2 separate regions of the Mus musculus genome follow, and region 1 is linked to region 2. Evidence: chromatin contacts called from public Hi-C data. All regions are on one chromosome and are shown on one strand. Each heading gives the region's core, a stretch centred on a gene start, on an enhancer-like site or on the middle of the called end of the contact. The rest is flanking DNA. Distances are from core to core; before and after follow the strand shown.

The links. Hi-C and Micro-C count contacts between places; a contact is called where the count stands out from the background.
Region 1: a Hi-C map of regulatory T cells shows a contact between it and region 2, with 12 times the contacts expected there. The contact joins the promoter of Hif1an here to the promoter of Tbc1d12 in region 2. A contact is called at or near these places in 6 of 484 Hi-C or Micro-C datasets (CD4 T cells, CD8 T cells, regulatory T cells and 2 more) and 1 of 9 other capture datasets (liver).

The regions. Positions count from the first base shown.
Region 1 is chr19:44,561,412-44,564,111 of GRCm38.p6, reverse strand. Hif1an (hypoxia-inducible factor 1, alpha subunit inhibitor) reads right to left here and starts at 1,258. Exons shown (of 8, transcript NM_176958.3): 1 at 1,058-1,258; 2 at 572-822. The coding sequence starts at 1,234.
Region 2 is chr19:38,835,179-38,837,878 of GRCm38.p6, reverse strand. It overlaps Tbc1d12 (TBC1D12: TBC1 domain family, member 12), which reads right to left and starts at 1,300. Exons shown (of 13, transcript NM_145952.4): 1 at 433-1,300. The coding sequence starts at 1,172.

The sequences.
Region 1 (2,700 bases), core at 9-2,508, 5.7 Mb before region 2:
AGAGGATCTTATCGAGTTTGAGGCAAGCCTAGTCTATATGGCAAGTTCCAGCCAGTCCAGTTAAGAGCTCCAGAGTGAGTCCCTGCCCCGCCCCCCCCAAAACAATAGCAACTAAATACAAACACCTGCACACATAAAACACAATCTTTTTTTTTTTTTCAAGAAATCAAAAGATCTTAAGTAAAAATCTTCCATTTTGAGCTTGAAATTTTCGAACCCTGGGACAGCCCTCCCAAACAGAACCGCACAATGATTTAACTGGACATATGCTATCAGGCTAGTATAAGTTCCACATAGGCACGGTCAAAGCCTTTCTTTCGTCTGACTGACCCTGCAAAACAACTGTCACTCTAACTACCAAAGACAGGAAATTGGACTCACAGTTCAAGGCTAATGCTGCCCTCATCCACTAAGCTAAAAAGAACCATCAAGAACTCAAAGCGCAGAGCAGAATATTCACTCGTGGAACCCAGAGGCTTGGAGGTGCCAATCTCTTCTTACCCAACTCCACCACACCTTCAAACAAGTACAGGAAAGCGGATGCCCTGGTTCTACTGACGGGGCAACTTACCGCTCTTCTCCCCCGCGCTGCTGTATAGCTTGTAGTTTCTCAACGAACTCATGAAATTTAATTTCCTCCCTGTTGGACCTTGGCTTAAAGTTCTGGAAATTGCCCATCTTCTTCTCATCATAGTATAAGAACTTATGGGTGCTGGCACTGTACACAGAGAAATCTCCGTTGCCAATATTCTCTTGCAGGTATTCGAGGTCCCACTTCAGTGCAGGATACACAAGGTTTGTGTCGGTCAGCACCACTGGCTCCTAAGCAAAAACATCAAAAAAAAAAATCAATGAAGTAATTCCAAGGCGCTAATATGTTCTTCTCGACGATATCTGTACTTGTCAAATTCACAACAGTGTCTCCTGTCACTCTCTCCTGACGTAGCATCTCCCTTTCCCGCCTCTCAAGCCTCTGTCCACAATCTGATCAGTGTGCCACCTCTCCGCTAACCGGGTCCCTTCCTCCACCCCCTTCAGCAGCAGCCCCGCCCCCCACCTCATTTTCGATGAGCTCTTCCGCCCGAGGGTCACTCTGGCTCAGACGTGGGATGGGCCTGGTCGGAAAGCTGTAACTTCGTAGCTGGGACTCATCCCAGGCGGGACCCGGAGCTTCGGCTTCTTCCCGGGCCTCTCCAGAGCCAGAGGCCGCAACCTCGGCTGCCGTCGCCGCCATCTCTACTCTAGGGACGGCCCCGCCGGAAGTGAAAGCTCCGCCCTTTCCGGAAGCAACAACAACGAACACCATAGAGATGGACTGCAAGAGAAACCGATCGAGACCTTTTAAGTAGGTGGGCGCCTAGGTTGAAGGAGCGCTCCCTAGCGGTGACCTGCAGGACTACAGTCTAGGCTCCATAAGGCCGACTCGCTTAGTTCCTTAGAAAAGGGACAAACAAGCCCACGAAATATTGCTGCCTCCCTATGTTCAAGCCTACAGAGGCAAAGACGGAGGCAAGTGTAATTAAGCTTTAAGCTTTACTCTCTCGGGTGGGGAGAGAAGCCAACGCTTAGATCCACTTAAGAAATCACTAGAAAAATCAGTTAGCACATAGACCTTGGGTAAAGCTGTCCTGAAGGCTTAGACAGATGATTAAGGACAAACTGAATTCATTCAGAATCTAGAGAAGATCAAGGGCTTATAGTTCCAATTACTCCAGACGCTGAAGCAGGAAGACCACTTGAATCCAAGAGTTCAGAGCCAGTCTGAATAACACAGCAAACCACCATCCCTTTAAAAAAAAAAAAAAGTAATATAAAATCCATTTTTGTTCAGTATTATTTGATTTTTCTGCATATAGCACTATCTCACCTACTTAAATCTAATCTTGCAATGAGACCAATGTTATGCAACCACAGATATTCACATTTTCCAACAATACATACTGGTTATAAGAGAAGGTATTAATTGTTTTGTTTGCTTACTAGACTATTCTTTTTTTTTAAAAGATTTATTTAATATTATACATAAGTACACTGTAGCTGACTTCAGATGCACCAGAAGACAGCGTCAGATCTCACTATGGGTGGTTGCTGGGATTTGAACTCAGGAACTTTGGAAGAGCAGTCAGTGCTCTTACCCGCTGAGCAGTCTCGCCAGCCCTTACTGGACCATTCTAATGAATACCTACAGGAGGCCAAGATTGTCATCCCATGGTGTACATATCCTATTTAAGTCTCTCCCCTTAAAATGACAGTAGGAACTGCATCTATGACAGGGTGGTGTCCCTGTAGTTAGGTAACATTATATGGCAAATATGTAGTCAAAGTCCCTAACCAGTCAAATTTGAGGTCATCAAAATGGAGACTTATCTTGAGTAGGGCAGACATTATCTCTCTAGCCCTTTAAATCTGGAAACATTAGTTAGAGACAAAAGGCTTGGGGATTTGAATCCATAATACATGCTCTCTGGTTTGCCTTGAATATATATGTATATTCATATACACACACACATATATATGCATATATTTCAGAAAATGACAAGTGAATTCTTTACAAGCTGAGAAAGACTATTGGCTAATAGCCAACAAAAATATGGGAAGTGTAGCCCTATAAATTCAAGTAATTGAATTTGACCAATAACTGCTATGCTTATAAAAGGATTCAGAGCCTCAGATGTCATGGCATAGGCCTTGGTTTCACAC
Region 2 (2,700 bases), core at 51-2,550:
CACATTAACACAAAATAAGTGTGCAGTTAAATTATTTTTTTTTTTAAAAAAAAACCTCGAATCCCCAAACTAATGGAACGGGCTTAGACTCCAAGCAAATAAACTTCACAGACTTCTACACCACACACTGCCGCCCGCCCAGTCCAAATCCTAGTAATACAATTACAAAAAAATAATAGGGCAGTGGTTATCTGATGTTCCAGATGAAGAAACTGAATGTGTAGTATTGGGAGGCTGGTCAGACCTGGAAGCACAACGCTTCCTGGGGACGGAGTAACACCAATCCTGGCTCCAGGCCCGGAGCTCACAAAGCCATCCGGTCCCCCTACCCTAGCGACAGATCAAAGCTGAGTCCCGACGTTCCTGTTCCGTACGCTGGAAGGCAGCCCGTTCCCGGCCCCGCCCAAGCCCCTCGCGCGGCCAGTGTGATACCTGGCGAAGAAATCCGCGAAGCCACCGCTCCGTCGAGCCCGAGCCGTGGTGCCCCCGGGACCCTGCTCTGCCGCTGGCAAGGGTGCGGACGGCCCCGCTGAGGGCAGGAGGTCGCCGGCGCTCTGACGGCGGCTCACCTCGAACGTGTTCCGAGAGCCGAAGCGGGCGTCGGGGAGGCCGAGGCTGGGCTCCGCGCTCTCGACGGCCCTCCCGGCAGGGGTGGCGGCTGCGGGGTCCGGGTCGTCCGTGTCCCCGGCCGCCAGGCAGCAGCTCCGCAGCGGGTCCTCGAGCGGCGCGGCCCAGTCGTCCAGGCCACCCGCACCGTCCACGCCCTCGTCCGCGGGCTCCAGCAGGCAGGGACGGCCGCAGGTTCGGCGGCGACGTGCCTCCTCTGGGCCGCGACGGTCCTGGCGCAGCAAAAAGCCCGAGTCTCCGTTGGTCATGCCTGAGCCGCGCGCCGCGGGGACTGCTGCCGCCGCCGCCTCCTCCGCCTCCGCCTCCGCCCCGCCGAGCCCGGGCTTCAGCGGGCCCGCGGCCGCCGCGAGGTACCGCTGCAGGAGCTGCCGCGGCGGCGGCGCCTCCTCCTCTCCAGCCTCCTCCGGCGGCTCCGCGGCGACAGCGCCTCCGCTAAAGCCGCTGGTGGCCGGGACGGTCTTCCCGTCCTGACCCATGGGCCCCGGGACTGGGAGCAGCTCGGCGTTCCTTCCCGAGCAGGCTCCGGCATCCTCGGGACCCATCATCTGAGGCGGCGGAGGAGGACTGCCCTGCGTGCAGGGTTCGCGGCCACGGCCGCCGCGACGTCCCCGGACCCACCCCTCCCACCCGGCGGCCGGGGCAGTTGCCGGAGGCCGGGCACGCGCTGGGATCGCGCACGCGCACCAGCGGGGCCGGGCCTGCCCGCGACCCGGCGCGTCCCCGAACCATAGAGACGGCAGCTAGAGCGACCCGGGAGGACAATCTGAGATCCTCCACCCGGGTGACAGTGCTTAGCCTAAGGGAGGGCAAGGCTCACTTCGCATAAACCATATCACTTGACGGCGATTTGTTTGTGAGAGGAAACTAAGGAAGTTAGTTTAAGTGCTCCTGTCTTGACAGTTTTTACCTTCTCTAACAGCAGTGAAGAACTCCTGGAACCGTTCAGGGCTTCGTTGTCCACATGACAGCCCCTTACCTATCTTTTCCACTTAGTCTTCCATGTTTACCAAAGTCTGATCTCCTAACACTTTTTAACACGTTGGTTGTTGGTTGTCGTGTCACCTGGGTACGGAAATGAAATGGAGCCAGGGCGAGAAGGACTGTTTGGCTCAGTGGTTAAGATTGCCGACTGCTCTTTCAAAGGTCCTGAGTTCAAATCCCAGCAACCACATGCTGGCTCACAACCATCTGTAACGAAATCTGATGCTCTCTTCTAGAGTGTCTGAAGACAGCTACAGTGTACTTACATATAATAAATAAATATTAAAAAAAATAACTGCAGCAACCTGTGGTAATGGATTAAGATATAATGACCGTTTAGTGGAAATAAAATGTATTTAATGTGTGAATCGCAAGACATAATAACTAGCCACAGGAGTGATAGGAGAGCAGCCAGGAATAACAAGGCTATGAGATTGCTGTGGTGTGAAGAAACAGGAAACTGGATTGGGGAAAGACATTGGAATTAACTAACATAGTGAGAGTTATAAACTTGGGTTAAAGTTCTGGTTTGGTCGAAGGGGCCATTTATGTAAGCCACAAAGGGGGTCGGGGGATATCAAGTGACTCTACCTCCATAGAAGAATGAGCATAGGGCAGAGACCCAATAGTGTTGGTATTTCAGAAGAGATGAAGTTGTTGTAAAAGGCCCAAATAGACATTGTTGTAGTAGGATAATGCAGTAACTAGAGACCATTCATTCTACAAATGCCTCTGAAAGCAAGTATAGAAATAGAATGGAATACTTAGCAAAACAAAGCAGTAAAAGCGTTTATTATCAAGATCTTTTGAAAGGTGGAAGATAGCTCAGTTGGTCACGTTGTCATGCAAGCATGAGGACCTTTCCTGTATCGCAGCACTCACATAAAAAGCCACTTTGTAGAATGCCCTTGTACAGCTAACATTGGAGAGGCAGTCCCTGGGATGCTCTGGTAACCGGCCTGGCTAAGGCAGCTGGCCTTAGATCTTATTAAGAGGTCATGTCTCAGACAATAAGATGGGCAGTCCCAAAGGAGTAACAGCTGAGTTGAACTCTCTCCTCCCTAAATATGAGTGTATACTTACCTCATACAT